Linked DNA regions of Mus musculus: region 2 is linked to region 1. A link is a contact called in public HiChIP or PLAC-seq data. All regions are on one chromosome and are shown on one strand. Each heading gives the region's core, a stretch centred on a gene start, on an enhancer-like site or on the middle of the called end of the contact. The rest is flanking DNA. Distances are from core to core; before and after follow the strand shown.

Region 1 (5,832 bases), core at 1,687-4,186:
GATCCAGCTGCAAGGCATTTTCTCAATTAGTGATCAAGTGGGAAAAGGCCCCTTGTGGGTGGTGCCATCTCTGGGCTGGTAGTCTTGGCTTCTATAAGAAAGCAGGCTGAAGGCTGGGCGTGGTGGCACATGCCTTTAATCCCAGCACTCGGGAGGCAGGGGCAGGTGATTTCTGAGTTTGAGGCCAGCCTGGTCTACAAAGTGAGTTCCAGGACAGCCAGGGCTACACAGAGAAACCCTGTCTCGAAAAACCAAAAAAAAAAAAAAAAAAAAAAAAAAAAAAAAAAAAAAAAAAGCAGGCTGAGCAAGCCAGGGGAAGCAAGCCAGTAAGTAACATCCCTCCATGGCCTCTGCATCAGCACCTGATTTCTGCCCTGCTTGAATCCCAGTCCTGACTTCCTTAGTGATGAACAGCAATGTGGAAATGTAAGCTGAATAAACCCTTTCCTCCCCAACTTGCTTCTTGGTCATGATGTTTGTGCAGGAATAGAAACCCTGACTAAGACACCTTCCTTCCTTCCTTTCTTATTTCCTTCCTTTCTTCATATTCCAGGGATCTGAACTCAAGTTATTAGACATCTCCCAGAGCCTGGGTTTTGTTTTTTTGGGTTTTTTTTTTTTTTTTGAGACTTATTTTATAGCCCAGGCTAGCCTGAAACCCATAAGCCAGCCATATCCAGCTTTGGCACTGCGGCCGCAGCAGGGAAGGGGAATCAGGATAGGGAGGGCCTGGGCTCTGGCCCCACATCCATGGATCTTGGTTCAAATTCCAGCCTTCACGCCTCAGCTGTGGTTCCTGGGGCAAGGGAGAATACCTTTGTCTGAGGCTCGGTTGAGACTCAAATTGGGATAATCAAATCTCTCTCCCAATTTCTGGATGGAACAGACACTTTACACATAGGCTAACCAGCTATAGGTGGCAGCTTGTGAGCCAACAGTAGCTGCGGTGCCAGTGGAACTGTTAGCCAGTGTGAGGTCCAGGGACAAGCTGTGTGTGAGGCATAAGCCCTCGGGCCCAGAACTTGGGAGGCAGAGGCAGGAGGCCAGTATCAACTACACAGTGCCCTCTAGCTTGGGTTGGACAGCAAGACCCTCTTTCAAAGGAGGAGAGGGAAATGCAGGAGGAGGAAGAGGAAGAGGAGGAGGAAATGCAGGAGGAGGAAGAGGAAGAAGAAGAGGAGGAGGAGGAGGAGGAGGAGGAAAAGGAGGAGGAGGAAGAGGAGGAAGAGGAGAGGAAATGCAGGAGGAAGTCCCTGAAGTCATACCACTCTTAGGAGCAGGTGGGTTTCTATGGCAACTCTACTGTAGAAGAAACTGAGGCCCAGAAGGAAGCAGGCTTGCCCAAAACAAATCAGAAATGAACCCCAGGTTTCTCCGGATCTAACTCACATATGCCTGAGGTTCTCAGTACAGCTCAAGGAGTTGTCAACAGATGTGTGTACTGGGCTCCTTCAATGGCCTGATGGCTCTTTCTGGCTTAATCATGCCAGATGGGGGTGCCACCTCCTCCCCCATTGGAGACGGAGCCTGGGAAAGGGTAGCCCTAGGGTCAGAGAGTGACCAGCCCAGGTTGGCCATCTCTGGCATGCTGCAGGTTTGAACCTGGTTATTGGCTGTGGAGAGCCAACAACACTGTACAGCCAGCTCCAGGTGAAACAGAAACATCAGGCAGGCACCACGAGGAACAACAGAATGGAGGAGTGAGAGAGCAGAAAAACTTGGGAAGCAGAGGCAGAAGGAAGTGGGTGGGAAAATAGAAGAAAAAAGAATGATCGAAGCTGGGCAGTGGTGGCGCATGCCTTTAATCCCAGCACTTGGGAGGCAGAGGCAGGCGGATTTCTGAGTTTGAGGCCAGCCTGGTCTACAGAGTGAGTTCCAGGACAGCCAGGGATACACAGAGATACCCTGCCTCAAAAGGAACAAAACAAAACAAAACAAAAAGGAATGATCGAATATTTATCTATATCTTTACATTCTCGTGGAGGGCACTATTTTAGTATTATTTAGTAAAGTAAAATACTATTTTAATATTGTACATTATTTTAGGGCTTGAACTCAGAGCTTTGAGCATGCTACATATGCCCAATCCCTTTTTATGTCTTTCTCTTTTTACTGGTATTAGGTAGTTAATGCATGGACGTAAGCAACCATGCGAGTTACAGTTATTAAAACCTTTGTACCCAAGCCGGGCATGGTGGCACACACCTTTAATCCCAGCACTCAGGAGGCAGAGGCAGGTAGATTTCTGAGTTTGAGGCCAGCCTGGTCTACAAAGTGAGTTCCAGGACAGCCAGGGCTATACAGAGAAACCCTGTCTCGAAAAACCAAACCAAACCAAACAAAAAAACAAAAAACTTTGTACCCACTACCAATTTTTTTTAAAGATTTATTTATTTATTATATGTAAGTGTAGCTGTCTTCAGACACTCCAGAAGATGGAGTCAGATCTCATTACTGATGGTTGTGAGCCACCATGTGGTTGCTGGGATTTGAACTCCAGACCTTCACAAAGCCACCGTCAGAAGAGCAGTCGGGTGCTCTTACCTACTGAGCCATCTCACCAGCCCCTCACCACCAATCTTAAGGCTACAGTAGTGTACCAATGACGGAGGTCATTACAGAGGCCAGCGGTTCTCGGGTTCTCGGCCTCCGTTGCCTACGGGACACACCCGCGGATCTTTGCAAATCATTTATTTCCTCACTCTGGCCAGGGGATGATTCTCATTAAACCTACCCTCACTCCTCCACCTTCCTCCGGTAACCCCACCCCCACCCCCCCACCCCCACCCATCATCCTGACTGGGTCACTAAGGTTTCTTTTCCTTACCCTACATCAAGGACTAACAAGTACTGTCGATTTACCTCCCACCGCCAGGTGGCGCCAGAGAAAAAAACCACCCACCATTCCTTTTTCCTGGAGAGCGGCGGGTGTCGCGCGGGAGGAAGTTTGTCCATCGCCGTGCTCCGTTGTCCCGCGGGCTGCCCGGCAACCGGCGAGGAAACGGCTGGCGTCTGTGCAGTGGGCGCCTGGGGACCCTCGGAGCGAGCGGGCGCGTGATCGAGCTAAGGCCGGCGACCCTTCTCCGCGAACTTCGGACACGGAGTGCATGAGTCAGAGGTTAGGCTGGGCCGAGGGGCGGGGACGTGGCATCCTTGTAGCCGCGGGACCTGTAAAAAGTTGTATGCCTAGCGCTTGGCACATACCCGTCATCTTCACATCATTGTCGCAGGTTATTTCTGCTTGCTTTTTGAGACAGGGGGCTTTCTGGTTTGCTCAGGTTGGCTTTGAACTCCTGGACTCAAGTGATCTCTTCACGCCTCGGCTTCCAAAGTACGCGGGACCGCTGGGGCATGCCCCTGGGACCTGCTTGTCACTGTAGTTTTTATGCAGAATGTAAAAAACCTCTATTTCCTATCCCAGGCATGTCAGGACATTTTCTATGTCTGCAATCTCCCTGATAATGGCTGGCCACTACTGGACACAGTGCACGTTTATTTAAATTGATAATTTGCAGCCTTGGTGGCAAATCTTTTAAAACTTTCTGGCATGGGCCTCCTTCACAAAATTTGATCATTCGGTTGTCCTAGGGTGGGAACGTGGGCCTTAAAGCTGTGAGAAAGGTGCAGCCAAGGGGCGAGTGACATCAATAGAGAGAGGAGGCATCCGAGTGGGAGTGGGGCTTTAAAACTGTGAGAAAGGTGCAGCCAAGGGGCGAGTGACATCAATAGAGAGAGGAGGCATCCGAGTGGGAGGGGGGCGGTCCCTGGCTTTACAACTGGCTTACTTTCTGCCCACTGCTGTTTCCTTCAGATGGCTCTCCCCACGTTGCCCTCTTATTGGTCCAGCCGGAAACACATGGATCTTCGCCAGCGCCAGCATCAGCAGGAGGACCAGTTTCGCCAGCAGTGGGAACAGAACAGTCGCTATTTCAGGACCTGGGACATCCACAACTCGAAACAGATCGAATGGAGCTCCAAGATCTCCTACCAGCGGAGGCAAGTGTCTGTGTGTTGTCCTGCCCACTGGTTCCTACCACGGTTCGGGGAATGTAGCCTAGGGGCTTAGGGACTGTGGCTTGAATTATCTCCTGATGATGCTGGAAACTGTGCTGTGCTGGGGAGAAGTACTGTACATTTTGTTTTTTGTTTTTTGTTTTTGTTTTTGTTTGTTTTTTTGATTTTTCGAGACAGGGTTTCTCTGTGTAGCCCTGGCTGTCCTGGAACTCACTCTGTAGACCAGGCTGGCCTCGAACTCAGAAATCCACCTGGCTCTGCCTCCCAAGTGCTGGGATTAAAGGCGTACGCCACCATGCCCGGCAGTACTGTACATTTTAAAAGATAAACCAGAAGGCAGCGCTAGTGTCTTCTCGGTAGGTGTTTAGCCCCCCCCCCCAAGAATTACATAGAAATGTACATCAAACTGTGACCTGGTGTGACTGATGTCCAGGGAACTCCTTAACCTAGCATGCACGCCTACCATTGTGAGAAGATGAAGGAGGAGAAGAGGAAGATTCTGGAGCTCCGGCGGGAGAGGCTCAGAGAGCTTCTCCTGGAGGAACAGGACTTGCTGGCTGCGGAGCTGGATGAGCTCAGGCTGAGCATGGGCCTGCGGGAGCAAAGGCTCCGCGAGCAGCACCAGGACCTGAAGTCAGCCCGAGAAGAACAGAGGAAGCTGGTAACTACCCTAGTCCGGAAGCAGGTTGCAGGGCGGTAGCATCCCCGCCGGAACGGACGAGTGCGCCTACGGGGTTGTTCTCGGGTGCCTGTTCCGACGAGATGGTCAGGTGACTAGAGCCCATGGGGAAAACCGCCTCCAACCCCCCACCCCCACCCCCCAGAGAGGAAAGGCTTATTTTTAGCTCGTGGTTTCTGAGGGTCTCCAGCGATTGTAATGAGGAAGGCATGGAGCCTGTGACCAATGGAGCTCAAGTTGCGCTGGCTCAGGAAACAGGATGTTAGGAAGAGGGTTCAGAGACCCACCACAGTGGACTGTTGCCGCCAGCTAGTACCTCATCCCCTTAAACGCCCCCTGCCTCCCCTGAACAGTGCTGGAAGCTAGGGAGCAGTTGTTTTCAATGTTGCTTTTGCTGTTTTGAAACGGTCTCACTGTGTAGTCCTGGTTTGCCTGGAACTTTGTTTATAGACTAGCCTGGCCTCAGAGTCCCAGAGATCTGCCTGCCTCTGCCTCCCACGTGCTGGGATTAAAGGTGGATCACCGGCCTGGACCAGAGCAAGCCTTTGAAATGTGAGCCGTGTTGAGTTGAGATTCAGCACGTAACAATGATCTGAACCTCATTTGGTAACCTGTTAGTGCCAGCTGGGGTGTATAACCACGTTTTGTTGGCCCTTTGAGGATGTAGTCCAGGTTGGCCAGCAGTGGCTGTCCCACAGCAGACAGACCAGAAATCCCGCAGTTGTTGAGCCCATGAGGCTCAGATATCTCTGCGCTTCCTGCCTGGTGCTGGAGTCTGGGAGGGTTTCTGCAGAACATCTGGCTTTCAGTCTGTGTTAGGACCCTGAAGAAGTTGGAGGTCATTGTAACCTCACGCTTTCCCACCTGGCCTCTTTGTTCCCTGAAATAACAATTCTGAGATTTTTTTTATCTATGAATAAACGCCTACGCCAATAGCTTTGGCTTGTTCCCACGAGCTTATAACTCAGTCATCCTGTTTAAACTAGCCTAAGCCGTGCCACGCTGTTAGTTACCTCTGCTCAGGTTCATGTGTCTGTCTCTGCCGGCGTTGGGGTGAATCTCCTGCATCTGACTATTTCCCAGAATCCTCTTTCTCCCCCCCCCCTCCCCATGCCTCACCTTCTAATCCTGCCTCAGCT
Region 2 (6,217 bases), core at 225-2,724, 360 kb after region 1:
TAAGTTCCAGGACAGCCAGGGGTATACAGAGAAACCCTGTCTCGAAAAACCATAAATAGATAGATAGATAGATAGATAGATAGATAGATAGATAGATAGATAGATAAAAGAGTGAGGATGTAGCTGAATTTAGAACACTTGACTTGCCAACCATGTATAATACCCTGATTTTGAGGGTTTATTAAATTATTCATTTTGGCTTATGTATGTGATGCCTGTGCATGTTTGTGTGGGTGTGCATAACGGTAGCGTCCTCCTCAACAGCCCTCCAAACCTTACTTTGTGAAATGATGTCCCTCACTGAGCCTGGGGTTCACTGGGTCAAGTAGGCTGACTGACGTCAGCACTAAGGATCCTCCTGTGTGCAACCAGCACTGGGTTCTACACTGTGCCGCTGCATCTGGCTGTGCTCTGGGCCTCCTGCTTGTGTGCTGTGCTGACTGAGGCATCTTCCCTACCTTAGCTGAATACCATTCTATTCCTTTCTTACAAAAAGCACAAACCCTAAATAAAGCCTTACTAAGACATTGAGAGTGTGTTGAACAACTTCCTGCTATCGTGTCATGATAGACTCTTGTACATGGCATGAAGTGTGGTATTTGACACTAATTAGTTGACTTGAACTCCGTCCAGCTCAGCATACCACCACGGTGTCATGTAAAAGGCTGCTGACTTGATAACCTGTCTGGAATATGGCAGCATGTGTACAGCTCATCTAAAGCAGACATCAGATGGGAGGAGAGGCTGCAGTAGCTGAGTTTATGTGGTGCTCTGAAACCTATCCTTAGCACACTAGTGCATGAAAAACTGTGTGCACTGTGTTAGTCCTTCTTTAAAGATGGCGCAGTGGAGCTTGGCATGGTGGTGCACGCTTTTAATCCCAGCACTTGGGAGGCAGAGGAAGGCAGATTTCTGAGTTCAAGGCCAACCTGGGCTATAGAGTGAGTCCCAGGACAGCCAAGGCTACACAAAGAAACCCGGTCTCAAAAAAAAAAAAACAAAAAAAGAAAAAAAGAAAAAGAAAAAAAAGAAGAAGATGGCTCAGTGGGAAAGACCCCTTGCTATGAAAACAGAAGGATCTGAGTTCACATCTCCCACACACATGTAGAACTGCATGTGGCTACAGTAACACTAGGGTTAGGTGATGGAAAAATACAGATTCAGCCAGCTTAGCCCAGACAGTCTGATCCAGTAATAGATCCTGTCTCAAAAATGCCTCCACAGATGCTCACATGGGTGTATATTCCTGCATACAGCGTACACCCCCCCCCCACACACACACACACGGAGGTGGGGGAGGCCGGGAGAGCTATAGTAAATGTATTTATTCATAGAGGATAAAGGTTCTAGGGCCTCTTGCTTTGTATCATCGTCGCCGCCGCCATCATCATCATTTTGCATATTTTGTATTGTGATTACCCCTCAGTTACTTTTCCTTGTTTAGGAAGTAGGTAAAGGTCAGGCAGCTGCGGTGAGATGGTGACTCAGCAGCTCTGAGCTGCTTAGACAGCAGAGAACTTTAAGATATCAGCAGGATGGGCTTTATCCAGACTCCTCTCCTTGGCCTGTGGGTTTGGTCTTCACATGTAGATGGTGCCTTCACTGGTCCTTCTCTCCTGACCGTGCAGACGGAAGGTCCATCTGTCTCTCCCTTTCCCTTGCCCACATCTGCTTATCTATTTCCCTCAATAGCATTTTAAGCTAGGTGTGGTAGTGCACACCTTCGGTCCTAGCACTTTCAGTGCAGAGGCAGGTGTACCTGGGAGTTCAACACCAGCTTGCTAGACCAGGCTAAAGCCTGCACAGTGATACCCTAAGAGGAGTAGAAGAAAGAACTATCTTACCTATAATACCTCTTTAAAAACTGTTTGCAAATACACTTACATGTTCAGGTCCTGTGGTTAAAACTGCAGATAGGAATCTTGTGAGTATACCATTCAGTCCCACATAGGTAGAGAGTGATATTACTGTCAGAGCACAATACACTCAATGATTTTGAAGAGGGATAGGATAAAATAACAAACAAACACACAGGGTTTCTTTGCTGTCTAGCCCAGGCTGTCCTCAGACTGGCCATTTCCTGTGTCTTCATCGTGAATGCTGACTGTGTGCATCACTGGTTGCATATTCATTCCCCTCTGGAAGCTTGACCTACTGCTGCTTCTCTTGAGTCATAGTTGGTATCAGTAGAAATGAAAACATTGGTCTAGGTCTTTTTTTTAAGACAGGATCTCACCACATAACCCTGGCTGGTTCACACTTTTGATGCAAACTTGGGGAATTCTCTTGCCTCGGCCTCCAGCTGCAGGGATTTTGGATACGTGCTTGCCTCTTTCTGTTGATCATTTTTTACTTCCGTCTTGTTTATGCATTTGTATGTGAGTAATTCTGTTTGTGGCAAATGTGGAAGACCTCTTAGTAGAGTTGATTGTCTCCCTTCATATTTGTGTGGATAAGACTCATAAGCTTTTGACCTGCTAAGCGTTCTCATAGCCCACATTGCTCATTTAAACATTCATTTCAGTAACCCAAATGTGCTCTTTGTTAAGCAAATAGCCAGGGTACGGTTTGAATGGAGTGTGTAGTAATAACATCTTGATGTAAAGGCATCATATCATGTTGTAGAGCAGAAATAAGATTAAGGTGGTGAGACAGGGCTGGGGTGATGGCGGGGGGTCATCTCTGCAGACAGAATAGACTGATCAATGGCTAGCCAAGCACTGGGCTGTCTGCAGAGTTAATAAGTTACCAGGTAAGTTAGGATAAAATTCCACAATTCACAGCCATCCTGGTACCTAAGACAGAAGTCTTCCCACAAAGGCAGTATTTAAACAGCTGAAGTCTGCTGTCAGCTGTGCAAGTGTACAGGCTGTGACTAGATCCCAACCCAGGCCCAGTGATGGAACAATGTAAAGTTGGAAAATAAGACCTCCCAGCATCAGGAGGCAGAGGCAGGCAGAATTAAGGCCAGCCTGGTCTATACAGAGGAACTCTGTCTTGGGGCGGGGCATGGGAAGGTGACTGCCTCCATAGCACCTCAGCTAAGATAAAATGTGCTTGCCTTGCTTGGTCAGTTTATTTGAAAATATTCAGGCTGGCAAGATGGCTCAACAGCTAAGAGCACTGACTGCTCTTCCGAAGGTCCTGAGTTCAAATCCCAGCAACCACATGGTGGCTCACAACCACCCATGATGAGATCTGATGCCCTCTTCTGGTATATCAGAAGTCAGCTAATAATAATAAATGAATCTTTGGGCCAGAGCAAGGACTGAGCGAGTGGGACTGACCAGAGCGAGCAGAGGTTCTAAAAATTCAACCCTGACAACCACATGAAGGCTCACAATCACCTCTACAGCTACCATGTTCTCACATACATAAAATAAATAAATAATAAAAATCTTTAAAAAAAATATTCTTTAAAAAGAGTGTGTGTATGTGTGTGCGCGTGCGTGCCCTCCCGCCCGCCCGCCCGCCCGCCCACATGTCTCCAACAGAGTGGAGAAAAACAGGTCAAATCCAGAGGAGTTGTAGTTACAGGTTGTTATCAGCCACCACACACACACACTACCCCCACCCCCACAATAGACACTAGAAACTGAACACAAGAGCTTCAACTGCTAAGTCATCTCTTTGGCTTTTTGGGGGTTTCTTCCAGAGTTTCTCTGCATAGCCCTGGTTGGTTGTCTTGGAACCTAATCTTGAACTCAGATCCAACTGCCTCTGTCTCCTGAGTGCTGAAATTAAAGGCCTGTGCTAAAAGTAGAGTTTTAATAGCCCTCAGCTAATAATGACTTGGAAGAGTTAAATGCTGGCTAGCACTGACCTCAGCACCAGGCTCTTTTCCTCTACCTTCTGAGATATGTCGGCTGTGTGTAACATCCATGCCTCAAGTAAGATCAAAAGACAGCTGGCAGCTTTCCAGCCCAGAGGAAGGGTAGAAGCTAGCCCAGGCAGAGATGTGAGTAAGGGTTCTTCTAAAGTTCCCCAGCTGCCACAAGGTCAGAGAGGCAGCACGGCTGCACAGCTGTACTTACCAATATTATGTTCATTAAGTGGGTCAGAAAACTCAGGTTAGTGCATGTTTTCCTAATGCGCACCCACAGGGAAGAACCAGTCTTTGTGTTCCATTGGCTGCAACACATTCCTAAACACTCCAACCAGTCTAGACCTGTGCCATCAAATGATGAGCTCTGTCATGAGACTAATGAACACTGAGGGGACAAAGGAATGGATAATACACTGAAAATTACCACCACGCTTGTCATGGTAGAGGCTTTAGTTTGAAACTTGAATGCAGGCCTTTGGTCTCTAGGTGTTTTGTTGTTGTAGACCTAATTGGAAGTGAGAAATGACAATTTGTCCTCTAGGGCCAACTGCCAAGAGGCAGTTAAGGCAAATCCTGCCGAGCATCCTCCTCTGCCTAAAAGTAAATGTGTGACCCCAAGTGTATGCAAGCAGAGCTGGTGAGAGTTTGTTAGAATCAGACAGCTGAAGAGCCTAGGTTTGTTGATGATTATTATTACGCACATTCGCTCTCTCGCTTGCGCGCTCTCCCTCTCTCTCCCCCTCCCCTCCCTCTCATGTGTGTGTACAAGTTGGAGGAACCAGTTCTCTTACTCCACCACATAGGATCCAGGAACTAGGACTTGGCAGCAGTCTCAGCTGCTGAGTCATCTCTCTGGGCCTCTAAGATGCCTGTCATATAATCAAAGATCTTTACATTCCATGAAGCAAAAACTGTAGACAGAGAGGGAAGCAGAGCCCACAAATACAATTTTAAGAGGCAGTGTCCTTCATTCCATAATGGAGCAAAGCAAGCAGAAAGAAAATGAGCGTTATTACAATGGACGTGACTGATGTCCTTGTGTGCTTATATTGTATGTGCACCTGCGTGGACAAGCCAGAGGACTGCTGTCTTCCTAGGTCTGTATCCAGTGAACTTGAGATCCTCAATTGGGCTAGATTGGCTGACCTAAATGCTGTCCTTTCCCCAAGTACTGAAGTACAGACGTGTGCCATCATACCCTGCTCTTGGCATGGTCGCTAGGGATCCAAACTCAGGGTTGCACAGCACTGTTGACTGAGCGATCCCAACAAGCCCCACTTAACCAATCCTCTATCAGTTCAGCCTGTCATTTGTGAAGTGCCTCAACAACAAAACAGGTTCTTTATTTAACATATGTTAAGATATTTGCTAATATTGGCCATATCAGAGATATGAAACAAGTTGGAATATATAACACATGATCTGTACTCTGTTAGCTCGGACTACCATAGCAAAATATGTTGTAGTATAGATGGCTTAGACAACAGAAATTTCCTTCTCCGAGGCTAAACTCAAAAAGCAAGTGTGTGGTTGTGAAAGACCCAGGGAAGGCGCACACACCCAGTAGGACTCAGAGACTGAACTCGCTGTAAGTACACGAGGCTTTAATGGCATACAAACACACAAACAACAAAGGAGCGCTCAAGCCAGCATGCTGGGGTTGAAACTCATGCACCGTGCAGGGGGCAGAGGAGTTCGACCCCGGCCCAAACTTTTTACAGGCTTATAAAGGCATAAACCATAAACCAAAAGGGGGGAGCCGAAAGAATTTGCGCGGTTACACATGATTGGCTTATTTAAATGTCGGCGGGGTGATTACAAATTAACAGGGCAGTACGTGCCAGCTAAGGTATAGGGAGACACAAGGGCTTGGACTTCTCGAGGTCAGCAGGACACCTGGTCAATGTATGATTTATGGTGGGCTATAGGGAGGCGCCGCCCGGGAGGCGCCATCCTGCCAGATGGCCATTTGGTCCGTCCTGATAGCCCTGGCTAGTTCCTGCACTCTCTTTTTTATCTTTTATGGCAGACATTTCTTAGCTACAGGGTGGGTTTGGCTGTGCCTGGACCCGCCTGGGTCTATTCTTTAGCCATGAATTTCTTGAACTTAGATACCAAAATGCTATAAGACCCAAAATTATAAGTTTTTGCTCTTCAGTTGAACTGTTTGCTGGACTGAATGACCAACTAGTATCAGCCCCTCAGTGTGTGAGGCTCCCAGCCTTGTCCATCCCAACCCTGGACTGTTAGCCGACTTGATTTTCACTGTTCTGTACAATTTCTCTCTCACCAGTCACATGATTTGCAGGTATTTTCTTGCATCTCATGAGTGGCCTTTGTTTGTTAGTTTGTAATAACATTTTTGAAGCACGAGTGTTTTCACCTGCTTTT

The links. HiChIP or PLAC-seq counts read pairs in DNA pulled down with a chosen protein or histone mark.
Region 2: an H3K4me3 HiChIP or PLAC-seq map of bone marrow-derived macrophages shows a contact between it and region 1, with 2.7 times the contacts expected there. The contact joins the enhancer-like site here to the promoter of Tchp in region 1. A contact is called at or near these places in 2 of 39 promoter capture datasets (embryonic stem cells and frontonasal cranial neural crest), 1 of 484 Hi-C or Micro-C datasets (pro-B cells) and 3 of 115 datasets of contacts at active chromatin or transcription factors (bone marrow-derived macrophages, large pre-B cells and pancreatic cancer cells).

What each region holds. Positions count from the first base shown.
Region 1 is chr5:114,704,843-114,710,674 of GRCm38.p6, forward strand. Tchp (trichoplein, keratin filament binding) reads left to right here and starts at 2,937. Exons shown (of 13, transcript NM_029992.2): 1 at 2,937-3,118; 2 at 3,812-3,996; 3 at 4,465-4,675. The coding sequence starts at 3,812. Gm34931 (a long non-coding RNA gene) reads right to left here and starts at 2,977. Exons shown (of 3, transcript XR_387595.3): 1 at 2,903-2,977.
Region 2 is chr5:115,067,672-115,073,888 of GRCm38.p6, forward strand. All of the region lies in intron 2 of Sppl3 (signal peptide peptidase 3), which reads left to right. Among named protein-coding and RNA genes, the nearest start is that of Rpl37rt, 37 kb to the right of the region's middle. Within about 2 kb of position 1,475, at least 73 of the 459 cell types and tissues checked have an H3K27ac peak or open chromatin away from gene starts, as enhancers often do. A contact at or near this core is called in bone marrow-derived macrophages and pancreatic cancer cells, where this site is marked.